Linked DNA regions of Sus scrofa: region 2 is linked to region 1. Evidence: chromatin contacts called from public HiChIP or PLAC-seq data. All regions are on one chromosome and are shown on one strand. Each heading gives the region's core, a stretch centred on a gene start, on an enhancer-like site or on the middle of the called end of the contact. The rest is flanking DNA. Distances are from core to core; before and after follow the strand shown.

Region 1 (7,596 bases), core at 3,010-5,509:
CCCTGGGGCCTTGCCCAGGCAGCCCCTTGCAGGCCCGCGGCTCTGGAGTCCTGGGTTCTAGGCCCAGCTCCCCCCCCCCACCCTGGGTAAGACACTTCCTCTTTCCGGGTCTCTTTTCTTGCTGTCATATTAGGGGATTGGATGAGGTCTGTGATGGTCACATTTTTTCCAAGACTGGGATCCTTTTGCAAATTTTTTTTTGTTTTTTTTTTTAGGTCCACATCAGCAGCATATGGAAGTTCCCAGGCTAGGGGTTCAATCAGAGCTGCAGCTTCCAGCCTATCCCACAGCCACAGCCACACCAGATCCAAGCCGAGTCTGTGGCCTACACAGCAGCAGCTCATGGCAACACCCGATCCTTAACCCACCAAGCAAGGCTAGAGATCAAACCCACACCCTCATGGATACTAGTTGAGTTCTTAACTTGCTGAGCGACGATGGGAACTCCTCAAATAAAATCTTACACAGACCCTCAGATTATCAACTACATGAAAGCTTGTGGGCGCTGAGCACACACGACCTCAGGGACGCCAACCGCTCGGTTAGTCCAGCATCTGGCCGCCTGGCAGTCACAGCTTCAGCAGCATCTGTCTCCCACCTCGCCTGCACTCCACCAGCTAATCCTCTGGCTCCATCTTCTCACGTCTTCCATGCCCACTGCCCCTCAACCCCGGCATTCTCCCCCGGCCTCCACAGGGGCCTCCTTGCCTCTGCTCCTGCTCCCCCATCTGTCCTCCATACAGCCCAAATCCAAACCATCTCCCTCTGTGCACACCCCACCCGTGGCCCCCCGTACCCCACTCACACAGAGCACCCCCCAAAGCCTTTACCCCACCTGCCAGCCTTTTTTCTATCCTCCTCTCCCCCACTCCACTCCAGCGCCCCCCGCCTCCTGGTGTCCCGCATCCCAACCACACCCCCACACCCCCAGGAACATGACTCAGTCTCCCCACTTCCTCAGGCCTCAGCTAAACACCAGCTTTTGGGAGTGACCTTCCCTGACCACCTTCTCCAGAATATCCCCTCCTGGTCCCACACCCCTAACCCTGACCTTGTCTTTTCTGGGAAGCTTAGCTGCAGGCCACCTTGGGGCTTGGATTAACGCTGGGCTCCTGCCTCCACCTAATGCAGATACTATTTGTTGAACGAAATTGAATGAATGCAGGAGAGAAGTGACAGCCTCCAGAGCACTGGGCAGCCTGTCTGCATTTTCTTTCTCCCCTGTCGGCGTTTTCAGCAAGAAGTAGACAGCTTGCTTGCCAGGATCCTCACACTCCTATTCCAGGGGCTGACATCCAGGCAACCCCCTCCTAGCCTATGGGTGTGGGGTGGGAGGTATTCCCCTAGCCATCTGGACAGCCATCTCCTGCCAGAGAGGAGGAGGGGGCTCCAGGGGGCAGGGTGGAAAGACAGCTCAGTTAAGGACTCAGGACCCAGCCCTGAGTGGCGAGCAGGATCTGGGGGCGGCCTGGGGGTGAGAGGTCATACGGGATAGCTCCTCAGCATCTCTGAGCACTGTAACACAGGTAGATGTGCAGCCCAGGAACAGAGGATCAGGGGGGCGCCTGAGAACCGCCTTCTAGCATTTGCATGTCAAGAAGGATGGGGCTCCTCTGAACAGCGACTCTAATGGGAGAAGTTGGAGGAAGACTACAGCTTAAGGTCAGGAATTCCTTTCTTTGGTATCTGCCTGCCGGAAAAGCTACCTCAGTGGTAGGGAGTTCTCCATCACTGGAGGTATGCAAGTATCTTTTGGGAATGTTGTCAAAGGGATTCCTGTGCGGGGTGTGAGATTAAATAAGATGCTATCTAGTAATTCTTCCAACTCCAAAGGTCCTTTTAAATAAAGCAGCATTTTTAGGAACAAACTAATATTTACGTAATACTTGGGATGTGCCAGGCGATGTTCTAAGCAGATCTGAGCTGGTGGGTTAAACTTTAGCTGCCTATGGGCAGCCACTTAAATATTAATTCATCCAATCCTTATAACACCTTACAAAGCAGGTGTTATTATTATGCCCAGTTTACAGGTGAGGCCAAGGCCAGGTCTCTTGTCCAAGGTTAAACAGTTGGCAAACAGAGGGGTTACACTCAATACATGATAATCAGCAGGAATTATGACTAGTACAAACTTGCCCTACAGGCCCATGTGCAAAACTTTTAATGCATTATCTCATTTAATTCTCACAATAACTTTAAAGGGTAGTTACTATTACTTTCATTTTATAGATAAGTAATGAGGGGCAGAGGCTTAAGCAAGTGACCCAGTCATGAACAGAGAAAGGCAAGAGGAAGCAGGTAAGGAAAGGTCCTTCTGGGGAAAATACGGGAAGTCAGAGAGCTCAGGACCCTGGCCCCTCACCTCCCCTTCCTCCCTGGGAAACTCCTAGCTCCTCCCATCAATACTGGGTGTGGTCGATACTTGCCCCTGGGGGGTCCCCTCCCCAACAGAATTTCCAGTTCCTCCAGCCCAGTGGCATTTGTCTTTCCATTTCCAAGGGAAAGCCTCCAGGCGGAACTTCCCGGCTGGCGCGGAAATGGGGGAGAGGGGAGGAGGAAGACATTCGGAGGCAGTTGCTTACAGGCCCCTCGGAGACACCCCTCCCACTTGCGTGGGGGCCAGGCTGCCCCCCAGTTCGGAACTGCTCAAGAACAGCCCAGCCCTCTGTTTTAAGCAGCGGGAGAACTGAGGCCCTGGAAGCTGCGATCGCAGAGAAGGCCAGGCAGCAGCTGGGTGTCCATCGCTGAAGGAGTCAGAGACTTTTAAACCCCAAAGCCGGGAGCGAGTTCCCCCGAGGGGCGCCCATCAGCCTTGGCCCCCAGAAAAGGTCTAAGAGGCTTTCCCAGGAATCTGGCTCCACTGGAGCCTCCTCAACCCTCTGAAGCTCCCCGGGACGCCGGCTGGGCTGGGCGGGGCAAGGGAACCTACTCCTCGGAACGCAGCCCTGAGCGCCGTGCGAAAGTTCGAGGTTGCGAGGTGGCGGGTGGGGGACAAGAAACAAGCGACCCCTCTCGAAAGCCAGTTCCCAAGCCGGTCCCGCTTCACGCATTCCAAGCTGCACCTTCTCCCCGGGGGATCCCGAAGGCCACGCGCAGCTCGTGCGCCCTGGACCCTCCCCGTGCCCCAGGCTTCGCAAAGGCCGGTCCGAAGGTCACCGTCCCTACACCCGCTAAAGGGGTGGGGGAGGGGGTCCCGGTGGGTCTTCGGTCTAGGCGGGCCGGCCAGCTATTAGGCCGCGCGCGTCCCAACTTACGGGGACCCAGGTCCCCAGCCCCATGCCCGGCCGAGTGCCAGCACCCAGGGAAGCGCGCGGGGCACGGGCGGAGCGGCGGAAGCGGGAGGCTGGCGGGGCTCGGACCGCAAGGGATTGCAGTTAACCTTCCAGCGGGACTAGAGGCCGGGGAAGGGGCCGCGTTCACACAGTTCCTCCGCTCCGGCTCTGACAGGTTCGAGACACCCCTCTGACACCCGCCCGGCCGGTCGCCTAACGTGCCGGCTGGTTTTCCGGCGAGCGATGTCTGGGCTTAAAAGTTTAGCCAAGTCTCCAGGTCCTGCAGAGGCACCAGGGCCGCCCCCTTCGGCGCAGAACCCGGGTCCGGCCTTGGCCGTGGCCAGGGGCTCTGTCTCAGCCTGACACCCCGAGGTCCCGCGGCTGGGGCTCCTCTGGGAGTTCGAGCACCCTCGGGGGCGGGGAGGAGTAGTGGGGCGAGAGGGACGCGGGCCGACCGGGGCCCGGGGACCCGGAGGGAGGAGGGGGCGTCGGCCCCGGACTTACCCCGCGGGGTCCGCTCGCGCGGGCGCCCCGGCCCGTCGGATCATGCCGCCGGCAGCTCCGGGACGATGAACGCAGGGGCTCAGGCTCCGGGCGGTGCGGGTTGCGGGGCCCCGGGCGCCCGCATGTCCCTGGCGCTGCCCTCGGGAAGGGCCCGGGCAGGCACCGCCGCCAGCCCCGCGCCCAGTCGGGAAGCCGCCGCCGCCGCCGCCGCCGCCGCCGCCGCGCTCTGGGGCGCTCGCTCCCTCTACTTCCTGTATCGGAGCGAGCGGGGCTTTCAGGAAGAGGCTGGCCTTGGTGGTCAAGTTTTTTTTTTTTTTTTTTTGTCAAAAGCCTCTCGGCGGCGGCTCGCGGCCCCGAGCCCCCCTGGGGCATACGGAAGCCCGGCGGCCGCGACCCCGAGACCCGGCGGCGTCGGACCGAGGCGCTGGGTGCCGGCGTCCAGCCGCGGGGTGCTGCCTCCGCCGCTCCGGCGGCTCCGGAGACCCGGGAGAAAAACTTAGAGAAAAGTTTTCAACTTGGCGCAGAGTCGCGTGGGAAGGAAGGCGCTCCCGCTTCTGCTCCTCCGGCAGGCGGGGGAACGAACGTGGGGCAGGTGGGGAGGCCAAGGGCTCTTCCCAGGGCACTCTCCCGCCCTACCTCCTGTCTGAAGGAGCCTCAAAATCGCTCAAGGCCAGTCCCAGAGCCTCCTCCACATCTGTGACAGGTGGCCATGCTGCCTCCTCTTGGATGCCTCCGCTGACGATGAACTCACTACCTCATAAGGCAGTTCATCCGCCACACCAGGCATCTAATTCACCTGTCCTAGGTACCATACTTAGATGGGAGCAGAGGGAGAAAGCCAGTCAGTTTACACAAATACACCACCTACAGCAACCCTGGCGGGACCAGAAGACCACTCTTCTAAATGCCTGGGTACTCCAAAATGCCTCCCTGAGCTAGGACTGCCCTCAGAGCATTTCACAGTGACTAGTCAGGACTGCACCCCTGCAGGGTGACCTCTGTCTACTGCAGGGTTTCTCAGCCTTGGCACTGTTGATATATGGGACCGGATAATGCTTTGTTGTCGGAGCTGTCTTGTGCATTGTAGGATGTTCAGCTGCATCCATGGCCTCTGCCCCCTCTGCCAGTAGCATCACCCCCTCCTTGTAACAACTGAAAATGTCTCCAGACATTGCCAAGTATCCCTGGGCACCAGAATCCTCCCAGTTGAAACCCACCTATCTAACTTTATTTCATAGATAAGGAAACTGAGACTTAAAGCAAGGAGGTGGCTTGCAGCAAGATGAGGTGCAGACTGGACTGACGCCCAGGTAAAAAGCATCTGGAGGCCGCGTTACCCTCCATCCCTCTGCTTGCTCATCTCTAAAGGTGGGAGTAAATGGGGTGGCACACCAGAATGACATGATTAGTCCTTTGCTGTTGCTAAAACAAGCCTCTAGGCCGCTCCTGGGGCTCCCTGGGCCCCAGGGATGAGTTCTAGCCAACACTCACACGTAGAGTAGTCTTTCAGACCCCTTTATACTGATCTAGACTGTGATTAACCCTACTTTTCCATGTACCCCCTCCCCAAATAAAAATTTCCTTCAGCTCCCTGGGCCACCTCTGAGAGACTCAAGACAAGCCCCTCTAAAGCCTCGGTTCCATGGAATCAGCCCCAAGGGTCTTGTCTCATCCCCACAGAGGCCTCTGCAAGGCCCGCTGCTTACCTGCTCTGTGAAGTTAGGATTCCTCCGGTGGCCACCTGACGAGGTCCCACTTTGACCCTGTTGCTGGCAACTGACCAAAGGGGAGGCGCCAAGATTCCAGAAATCTGAGCAGCCCCTTGTAGTTCTGGCCTCTGCCAAGGTTGCCCTCAGACCCCTTCCTGGGTCCCCTTTGCACACTTCTCTCCTGGGAATGGATCTCAGGGCTCCTACTGGGAAGTGAAATCTACTGCTCTTTGGGCCGGCAAGCTCTTTCCTCTACCCTCACCTTTTTTGGTTAACAGCACCCTGGAACCTGGTTTCCATTTAAGGAGTCACCTCTCCTCAATTGGGTTCAGATGAAGATAACAAGATTCTACCGCCATTTTAGAGGGAACACATGATTCTAGTCTGGCCAATCAGAGCCCTACACTTACTGGGCCCAGTGATTGGCTTATGGATGAACACATGACCAAAGCTGGGCCAATAAGATCCCTCCCTGGGACTTTTTGTTGGCACTGTCAGGGAATGCCAGCCGTCTTCCCCTCCCCCCAAGCTGGCCTTAGTCTGGGAGAGTATAGACTTGGGGCAGCCCAAGAGACACCTGGACCACCATGAGGTGAAGTGGTGCTCAAGAAGACAGGCAAGATGGAGGAAAGCAATGCAGAAAGACCATGCCCTAGTGACATCTTCGAGGCCTAGATCCTGATAGACTTAAAGCCAGATGCACCGTGAGACATCTCAGGTACAAGAACCAATATAGTCCTTCTTAAAAAACTCAAACACAATGGAGTTCCTGTCGTGGTTCAGCGGAAACGAATCTGACTAGCATCCATGAGGCCACAGGTTCGATCCCTGGCCTCACTCAGTGGGTTAAGGATCGGGCATTGCCGTGAGCTGTAGTGTAGGTCGCAGAGGAGGCTTGGATCTGATGTTGCTGTGGCTGTGGTGTAGGCCGGTGGCTATAACTCTGATTTGACTTCTAGCCTGGGAACCTCTGTGTGCTGTGGGTGAGGCCCTAAAAAGACAAAGTAAAATAAAAAAACTCAAACACACCCTGAGTCGGGTTTCTGTTCGTCATCACCCAGAGACTCCTGGCTGCAGCCCCTCCCTCCACCTTCCACTCCTTGCTGGGTCTGGAAGGTGTGCAGTGTGGCAGGACTGTAAGGATGAAGAAGTAAATAAACTTTCCATTTGTGGCCCCCAAATAAGAGGCTGCTTTGTCTCTCCGAGGTCCTCATGGGGTGGCTCTCACCTCCACATGCTCTTCAGCCTCCCCTTCCTCCTGCGGGAATTTTCAGGGGAAAGTCACCTTTAAGAGGTCAACTCTAAACCTCACCTGAGTTTTGGGGAGATGATCAATGAAGAAAAAAATCTCACAGTACAGTTTCGTTTTGCATCATCACCCCAAATCTTGCTTTGAGTTGGATGAGAACCCTTGAGGAAAGGCAGAAATTTTCCTGCTATAGAAAGTAGTTGATGAGAGCAGGGGCTTGAATAAGGCTGCCAGGGTTCAAATCCCAGCTCTGCCACTTCATACTGTGTAACTTTAGACAAGCTATGTCACCTCTCTGTGCCTCAGTTTCCTCATCCATAAGATGGGATAATAACCAATGCCTGTTTCATTGGGATTCCGTGAATGTTGCATGAGCTATATGGGGCTTAGAACAGAGCCTGGCACGTAGGACGTGCTCAAGAAATTTTAGCTGTTATTTGTTTTATGACTAAGCCCAAATATATCAGTCGGATCTCACAGGAAACAAATGGCACTTCTGATTAGGATAATTTAAGGAAGATTTAATAAACGTGTAGTGGGGGAGGGTCTGTGCTGTAACTCTCAGATCTAGTACCTCCCTCAGCCTGACGATAAGGAGAGAGTGTGGTTACCAGACCCCAAAGCAGAGTCCTGTTCTGTAGAAAGTCCACCAGGGAAGAGCATCAAGGCCCCTCAGTCCAGGGATGAAGGTAAATCACTCTTCAGAATCACCTCCCTCCCTCCAACCTCCAGCAGGTAGTGGGGCCCCCAGTGGCCAAGGCTGGAAGCCACAGGGCTTGGGAGACCATCGGTCAATCCCTAAGGGTGTGGAGTCCCTGTGGGTGAGCCTCCTGGGGTGTGGAGAAGGGCCGGAGGAGGGCAA
Region 2 (7,596 bases), core at 3,516-6,015, 200 kb before region 1:
ACAAAAAAACAAAAACAAAACAAAACAAAACAACTGAAAACCAGAATTCTAAGCTCTTACTTCACTGCTAGGTCAGTACCTTCAACCCTTCAACCTGGGTCAAAGTTCAGTTTCTCAGCTTTACTTCTAGGGGAGGAAGGGGCGAAAACATGCAAAAAACAAACAAAACCTTCACAATCCAGAACATACGTGAAGTATGGCCTCCTGTCTTTTTTTGAGGGGGGAGAGGCTTTTTAGGGTCACAGGCTACTTGCCAGGCTAGTGGTAGAATCAAAGCTGCAGCTGCCAGCCTATACCACAGCCATGCCAGATCTGAGCCATGTCTAAGACCTACATGCAGCTCAAGGCAATGCCGGCTCCTTAACCCACTGAGCAAGGCCAGGGATGGAATCTGCATCCTCATGGATACAAGCTGGGTTTGTTACTGCGGAGCTACAATAAGTCCTAGGCTCCTGTCATTCTTCGAATACCAATGACAAAAAGAAATGAATGGACATGGTCCCAAATCCAAAACTATGTTTTCTTTCAGATTTCAAAAAAAAAAAAAAAAAAAATTATCTCAAAACATCTTAGAGAATCATTTTGGATATAATTTCTTAAAATGCTGGGCTGGGTAAAGCTACTAACAAACACTCAAAGATCCCTCCTAGGGATCGGGAGCTTGGGCTTATCAGACACAACTTAGAATAGATTTACAAGGAGATCCTGCTGAATAGCATTGAGAACTTTGTCTAGATACTCATATTGAAACAGAAGAAAGGGTGGGGGAAAAATATAATTGTAATGTATACATGTAAGGATAACCTGACCACCTTGCTGTACAGTGGGAAATAAATAAATAAATAAATAAAGATCCCTCCTACAACCGTATGTTAACTAATCATGTTCCACATCGCGTCTCCCTTGTTTACACCACACGTTTCTGAGAGCCTGCCCTTCCACCAGCAGCAACAGGTAACGAAACAGAGGACAGATGCTCCTGTAACCTTTTAGGCTATGAGGATATTCAATTTACTTAACTCTAAAAGAAACACAGGACTGATTAACTACCATGGCCTTGGCTCCCAGGATCCTCCTCAACGGTTTTGACGGTGGGCACACCGGTGTTCACAGAATGGACACCTGTCCGAGAACTCTGAAAGACAGGTGTCTTGCCCCTCTCTTTTTTGATTTCCACTTTTCCAGTAGGCTCCTTCTGTGAACTATTAAGAAAATCAAACAGCAGTTCATCATCAGGTTCTGACTTTTTTCTTCGCACAAACTGGGATGAAGGCCTAGGAACAGATGCATTTTCAACAGGGTGGGACGCCTCCCCTGACGTCCGAGATCCTGCTTTCACATTTGCGGTGCCAGCCAAGATGGTGGCTTTTTGATTTCTAATGTTATCGGCTGCTGAGGAAATATAAGTAGCTTTAGATCCCGTCTGATGAGTCAAATCTGCATTTTGCTGGTGAAGCTCAGGATAGTCAGTATTTTTGCTATAAGGGATGTTGCTGGTGTTCTCTTTCCTACTGAGAGCCGTTGCAGCTCCTTGATCAACTCTATTTAAAAGATCTTCTGCCTTCCCAGCAAGATCAGCAAACCAGGACATGATGGCAGCAGAATAATCCTACTGGTGAATCTGTTAAAAGAGACATAAAAACATCAGTGGGCTTAACAACAGAGCAGGGTGGCTAAGATCAGGTCTGGAGTCAGACAGTCCTGGGTTCGAAAGCCTAACCCTGCCTCTTACTATGTAACTTTGAGCAAACCGCTTAACTTTCCCTAGAAAGTCTCCCTAGAAAATGAGGAAAATAAGTGTACTTACACTATTGGATGGTTTTAAGATGAAATAACATATTAAAAAACACTTTGGAGTTCCCATTGTGGCGCAGCGGTTAACGAATCCGACTAGGAACCATGAGGTTGCGGGTTCGATCCCTGGCCTTGCTCAGTGGGTTAAGGATCCGGCGTTGCCGTAGGCTGTGGTGTAGGTTGCAGTCGCGGTTTGGATCCCACGTTGCTGTGGCTGTGGGTAGGCCAGCAGCAACAGTTCCGATTAGACCCCTAGCCTGGGAACCCCCATATGCTTCGGGAGCAGCCCTAGAAAAGGCAAAAAGACAAAAAGACAAAAAAAAACAAAAAACACTTTGAAAAAGGCCTAGCACATAGTATGCACTCATTTTAGTAGTTGCTGTTACCATATTCCAACTACCACTATTACTGTTGTTCTTATTTCAACGAAGGATAAATCTTAATGTAGCAAAAGCACCCAAATATCAAATAATCAATACCGCAAAATTCCAGTACACCCAAATAAAAACGACACTTCTCTGAAGTGTGTTTTAAGGTGCTGAAACTTGAAACTCCTCAGTAATACAAAAGCTACCTTAGCATTAAACGGCACCACTATCATGGGTAATTTAGGTGCCCATATATGTAATCTGTCTAAAGTACACCTTCGATAACTTAAATTCTCAGTACCTACCATTTGCACATTAAGCAAAGTTCTGAATAAAACAATATGACTGCATAGCCATTCATTTGATACATTAAGTATGAGTACTTATCCAGTGCCACAATAAATCAAAACAATGACAATGAAATCATCAGTCATCATGCTACAGAATAGTATATTAAAAAGTGAACAATTTCTTTCTTTTCTTTTTTTTTTTTTTTTTTTTGGCTCTTTAGGCCTGCATCCAGGCTAGGAGTCGAATTAGAGCTGTAGCCGCTGGCCTACGCCAGCCACAGCCACAGCAACGCAAAATCCCAGCTGTGTCTGCGACCTACACCACACACAGCTCACGGCAACGCTGGATCCTTATCTCACTGAGCAAGGCCAGGGATCGAACCCAAGTCCTCATCAATGTTAGTAAGGTTTGTTACCAATGAGCCACGACAGGAACTCCTCCAGCAACAGTTTTTTGAATGTGCACACTGTCCCTTCTGCCTGCAGAGCTCTTTCAAAATTAATTCTCATTTGTTCTTGGTAGTATTTAATGTCATCTGCAGAAAAAAACAGCTCTTTTTCATTCCATCCAAATTTGGTCCTATCATTCTCCAGTCGCACGCTATTCTTCTCCCTCATAGCCCTTTATGTTTTATCTGGGTTTTTTTCTTTTTTTTTCTGTTTCCCTTGGGGAAGAGGAGGAGCAGAGTCTGTGGGTAGAGGCCATGACTGTTTTGTCCAATGAATTCTCAGCACACAGTAGGCACCCACAAATACTGCCGAATGGAATTAATTTCTGTTAGATGCCCTGGAGACATTATCTTTAGCACACATAATTTTCACAACCACACTATGGCTAAGTAGCAATACTCCCCCACCCCCCCCTTTTTTTTTTCACAAATAGGGAAAAAAGGTTTAGAAACAGCCCAAAGTCTAGACAGCAGCTCAGATAGGGAAATCAGCCAAACCCACTCTTTTTTTTCCTTTTTGTCTTTTCAGGGCTGCACCCTCTGGCATATGGAAGTGTCCAGGCTAGGGGTGGAATGGGAGCTGTAGTTGCCAAACTACACCACAGATACAGCAACGCCAGATCCCAGCCTGCGTCCTACACCACCTCTCTCAGCAATGCCGGATCCTTGACCCACTGAGCGAGGCCAGGGATTGAACCTGCATCCTCATGGATCCTTGTCAGATTCGCTTCCCCTGAGCCACGATGTAAACTCCAAGCTCACTTTTTAACTCCTTCCTCCCCTATCTAGCCTCCCAGTATCTGAATAACCTAAAGAAGAAACTCACCCTCTAAACCTGTTCCTTGTAAAACGGGACGATTATATGCCCGTGTATTATTTCAAGGAGTTTAGGTGAAAGCAAATGAAAATGTAAGTGATATGTTTGATATATAAAACTCCCTACGATTTATTATTCCCAAATAAACGTTGGTGGTAATTAGGGGACAAATTATCTCTCCTAAGAAAGCAATCAAAACATACTTATTAATTCCTTATATCTTGCCTCCCACTTTAAAAGTTTTAAAGGGCCTTAAAACAAAAGCCTGTGCCTTTAGATTACCCAAATAAACACGAAGATGGACCCTGGGCACTTGCCCCAGGGGACGAACAAACAACTCCAACCGACTTCAGAGGTACAGAGCCCTCAAGAAATTCCCCCCAGTAAACAGTCCAGGCCCAAGTGGAGAGAAGGTGAGTGTGGGTGGGATGGGGATGGGTCGGACGGCCGCGGTGACAGGGGCTGTTACGAAAGCCAAGTATAAACATAGAGGAAGGGAGACTGCGGTCCGCCGGCTGGTCCCTAGAAGTCCGCTGTCAGTGGATACAGACCCCTACTTCGCCCCCCACCCAACTCGCTGAGCCTCTGGAGGGGGAAGAGCGGCCAAACGAGGCTGGGGGTGGGGAAGGGAAGAAAAAGGGGGGCACAAAGCCACGCCGATGGGGGCCCAAGGGGGCTCTCTGGTCCCCTTCCCAGCCCCAGCGGGGCGGAGAGACCAGAGTCTCCGCTGAAATGACGCCGCCCCCGCCCCTAATGCCGTTCGCGCCCCCTGCGGAACTATCCGGCCTACTAGGATCTTGCCGCCGCCTCACCTGAGGACTCTGAAGCGGCTGCTGCGCGGCCTCCTTTCCCTCCCGGGCCGCCCCCTCAACAGCCGGCCGGGAGCGGGCCCAGGCTGAGCAAACCCAGTCCCGCACCAGCCGCGGCTCAGCTACTCTTCCGGGAGACGTGGAAGAGCAGCGAGGACCCCAAAACAGAGTGGCTTCCGAGCTGCCTGAGCGGCCGGGAACCTAGAGCAGCCAGCTGAAGGCAACTCAGGCGGCAGCACCGGCGGCTTCGGGGTCCTCGCGCCTGGCCACGCCCCTTTTCCTCCCGTGGCGAGAAACGGGGTGGGCAGGGCTTGTGTGCGTGTGACGTAGCTCGCCTCCCGGGCGACGGCCTGCACGCGGCCGACACAACATTGCAAGCCACGCCCTTCGGGGGGCGGGCCCCGGTGCGGCCCACGTGAGTGGCGGAGGCGGTGCCCCTCCTGGAAGGAATTTGAGACTTGAGACCCGCCCGTGCTTACCTCTAAGGCACTTAGCTTAGGCCCTTCTGGTTTTTCATATGACGATGTTGAGGCCCACGGCAGGAGGTGGGAATACAGAAAATAAGATCCTTGATTTTATGCATTTTGCTTTCTAGTCGCAGGGGTATAGTAAGTAAACCAGTGGATGAACAGGAGGATTGCAGGGCCACCAGAGCTGTAAAGACGAGATAATGGGGGGTGGGGGAAGTACTTTAAATGATATTATGGTCAGGGAAGTTCTCTTTGAGGAGGTGACATCTGAGTTGAGACCCAAAAGTGAAAAAGGCCAGTAAAGGGCTTTCCGTACAGCAGTCTTGTAGTTGTGTATATGCACACAGTTCACTGAATATTTGAAATGAGTCTGAAATCCACGTTCAGTAATTCAAAAAAGGAGTTCCCCTTGTGGCTCAAGGGAAAAGAATCTGATTAGTAACCATGAGGTCGGGGGTTGGATCCCTGACCTTGCTGGGTGAGTTAAGGATCCAGCATTGCCGTGAACTGTGGTGTAGGTCACTGATGATGCTCAGAGCCTGTGTTGCTGTGGCATAGGCCTGCAGGTGTAGCTCTGATTCAACCCCTAGCCTGGGAACCTACATATGCCTCAAGTACAGCCCTTGATAAAGCCAAAAAATTAAAAAAAAATAAAAAATTAAAAATAAAATAATGCAATGAATACTCAGCACCTACTTTGTGTGCAAGGTTGGACTAATTTGGCCTAAATAACAAGCCTACAACATAGTCCCAAGGACCTCAGAAGTTAGCTTATCTAAGATCACGTGCCCTAATAAGGAATCCACATTATTCCCTTAGGCACAGTGTTTTACTGTCTCCAAATTAAATATTGGGTGTGTTAACAGCTCCTTCTTTTCCACCTCTCAAGACAGGTTTAGCCCAGTCCAGTGAACAGAAAAACTCAGCAGCACTAGAAATAATAATGATGATAATAAGAGCCTCTAATTGTTCCTATGCCCTTATTGAGTGCTGTATATTGTGTTAAGTGTTAGACATGTTAGACATGTTTCACGTCTTACACTAGCCATAAGCAAGTACTGTTATTATCCTGTGGTAGGTGGCATTGTTGTTCCCCTCAGAGATGTAAAAAATCAAGAAACAAGCCTACATTAGATAGAGTTGGGAGACCAGAAGGGGGAGCTCTCACACTTTGTGACCAAAGTAGAGCCCAACCAGAAGTATCTTTCTTGGTAACAACTCAGCCAATGAAAAGCTTCAGACACTTTGTTTACTAAAGCCCTCCCAACTTCCTTTCCCCCTCTATAAAAGTGGTCTCCTTCCTTTGCACAGGTGCACAATTGCAGGCGATTCACCATGGTTGCAAAACCACAAACTGCAGGAGTTCCCTGGTGGTTCAATGGGTTAAGGACCTGGCATTGTCACTGCTGTGGCTCAAGTCGCTGCTAAGGTGCCAGTTTGATCCCTGGCCTGGGAACTTCCACATGTGGCAGGTGTGGCCAAAAAAGAAAAAAATGCAAATTGCAATTCTCTGCTGATCCCAGATAAACCCATCTTTGGCAGAGAAATACATGGGAGTCTAGTTGTTTCAGGTCAGTAAAGACTGTACGTCATAGCTGTTGCCATGTGACTACAATGCATCCTGTAGGAAGAGTGTCTTTTCCAGCCTTTCAGATGTCAGGCTTGATCATGTGACTTGATTTGACCAATAGAAGGGATATGCCTTTCACCACATCTGAGCAGTCATGTTAAGAGCCACTGTGTATTTCTACCAGGGCTCTTGATTTTTTCCTCTCTCATGAGAATGGCCTGTCCCAGATGGAGCTGTTCTCTCAGCCTGGGTCCTGGAAGGAAAGAGATGGGAAACAGCCCATGCCTTCCTAACAAATTACATGAGCACAAAATAAACCTTTGTTTTTAAAGATGTGAAATCATTTCTTACACAGCCTTGTCTAATGAAATCTGACTAATACATACCCTGTTTAACAGATGGAGACATTGAGATTTAGAGAGGTTTAAGTTAGGAGTTCCCTTTGTGGTGCAGTAGAATCGAATCCGACTAGTATCCATGAGGATGCAGGTTCGATCCCTGGCCTTGCTCAGTGGTTAAGGATCTGGTGTTGCCATGACCTGTGGTATAGACTGCAGACAAGGCTGGGATCTTAGGTTGCTGTGGCTCTGGCATAGGCTGGCCGCCTGTAGCTTTGATTCAACCCCCAGCCTGGGAATCTCCATATGCCATGGATGCAGCTCTTAAAAAAAAGAGAGAGATTTAAGTTACTTTCCCAAGGCCAAACAGGAAGCAAGTGGTGCATCTGGGACTGCAGAAATTTTTTTTTTTTTTTTTTTTTTAGGGAAGTTCCCCAACCAGGGGTCGAATCAGAGCTACAGCTGTCAGCATATACCACAGCCGGAGTGACGCCAGATCTGAGCTGAGTCTTCAGCCTACACTACAGCTCACCACAACGGGAACTCCAGAAACAGTATTGTTCATCACTGAAAGGATGAGAGTGAAAGAAGTTGAAGCGAACCAAATCTCCCATCCCGGCTGCCTAACCCTCAATGCCAATCTCATCTCAAGTAGCTTCCCTGCTTGACTCTCAAGGATGCCAGGAACATG

What was found. HiChIP or PLAC-seq counts read pairs in DNA pulled down with a chosen protein or histone mark.
Region 2: an H3K27ac HiChIP or PLAC-seq map of alveolar macrophages shows a contact between it and region 1. The contact joins the promoter of GOLGA5 here to the promoter of RIN3 in region 1. A contact is called at or near these places in 1 of 5 promoter capture datasets (liver) and 1 of 2 datasets of contacts at active chromatin or transcription factors (alveolar macrophages).

What each region holds. Positions count from the first base shown.
Region 1 is chr7:114,031,800-114,039,395 of Sscrofa11.1, reverse strand. RIN3 (ras and Rab interactor 3) reads right to left here and starts at 4,259. Exons shown (of 11, transcript XM_021099628.1): 1 at 3,777-4,259. The coding sequence starts at 3,820. It overlaps LOC106507755 (a long non-coding RNA gene), which reads left to right and starts at 3,361. Exons shown (of 3, transcript XR_001303996.2): 1 at 3,361-3,447; 2 at 5,015-5,086.
Region 2 is chr7:114,234,228-114,241,823 of Sscrofa11.1, reverse strand. GOLGA5 (golgin subfamily A member 5) reads right to left here and starts at 4,765. Exons shown (of 13, transcript XM_013989218.2): 1 at 4,531-4,765; 2 at 1,051-1,621. The coding sequence starts at 1,591.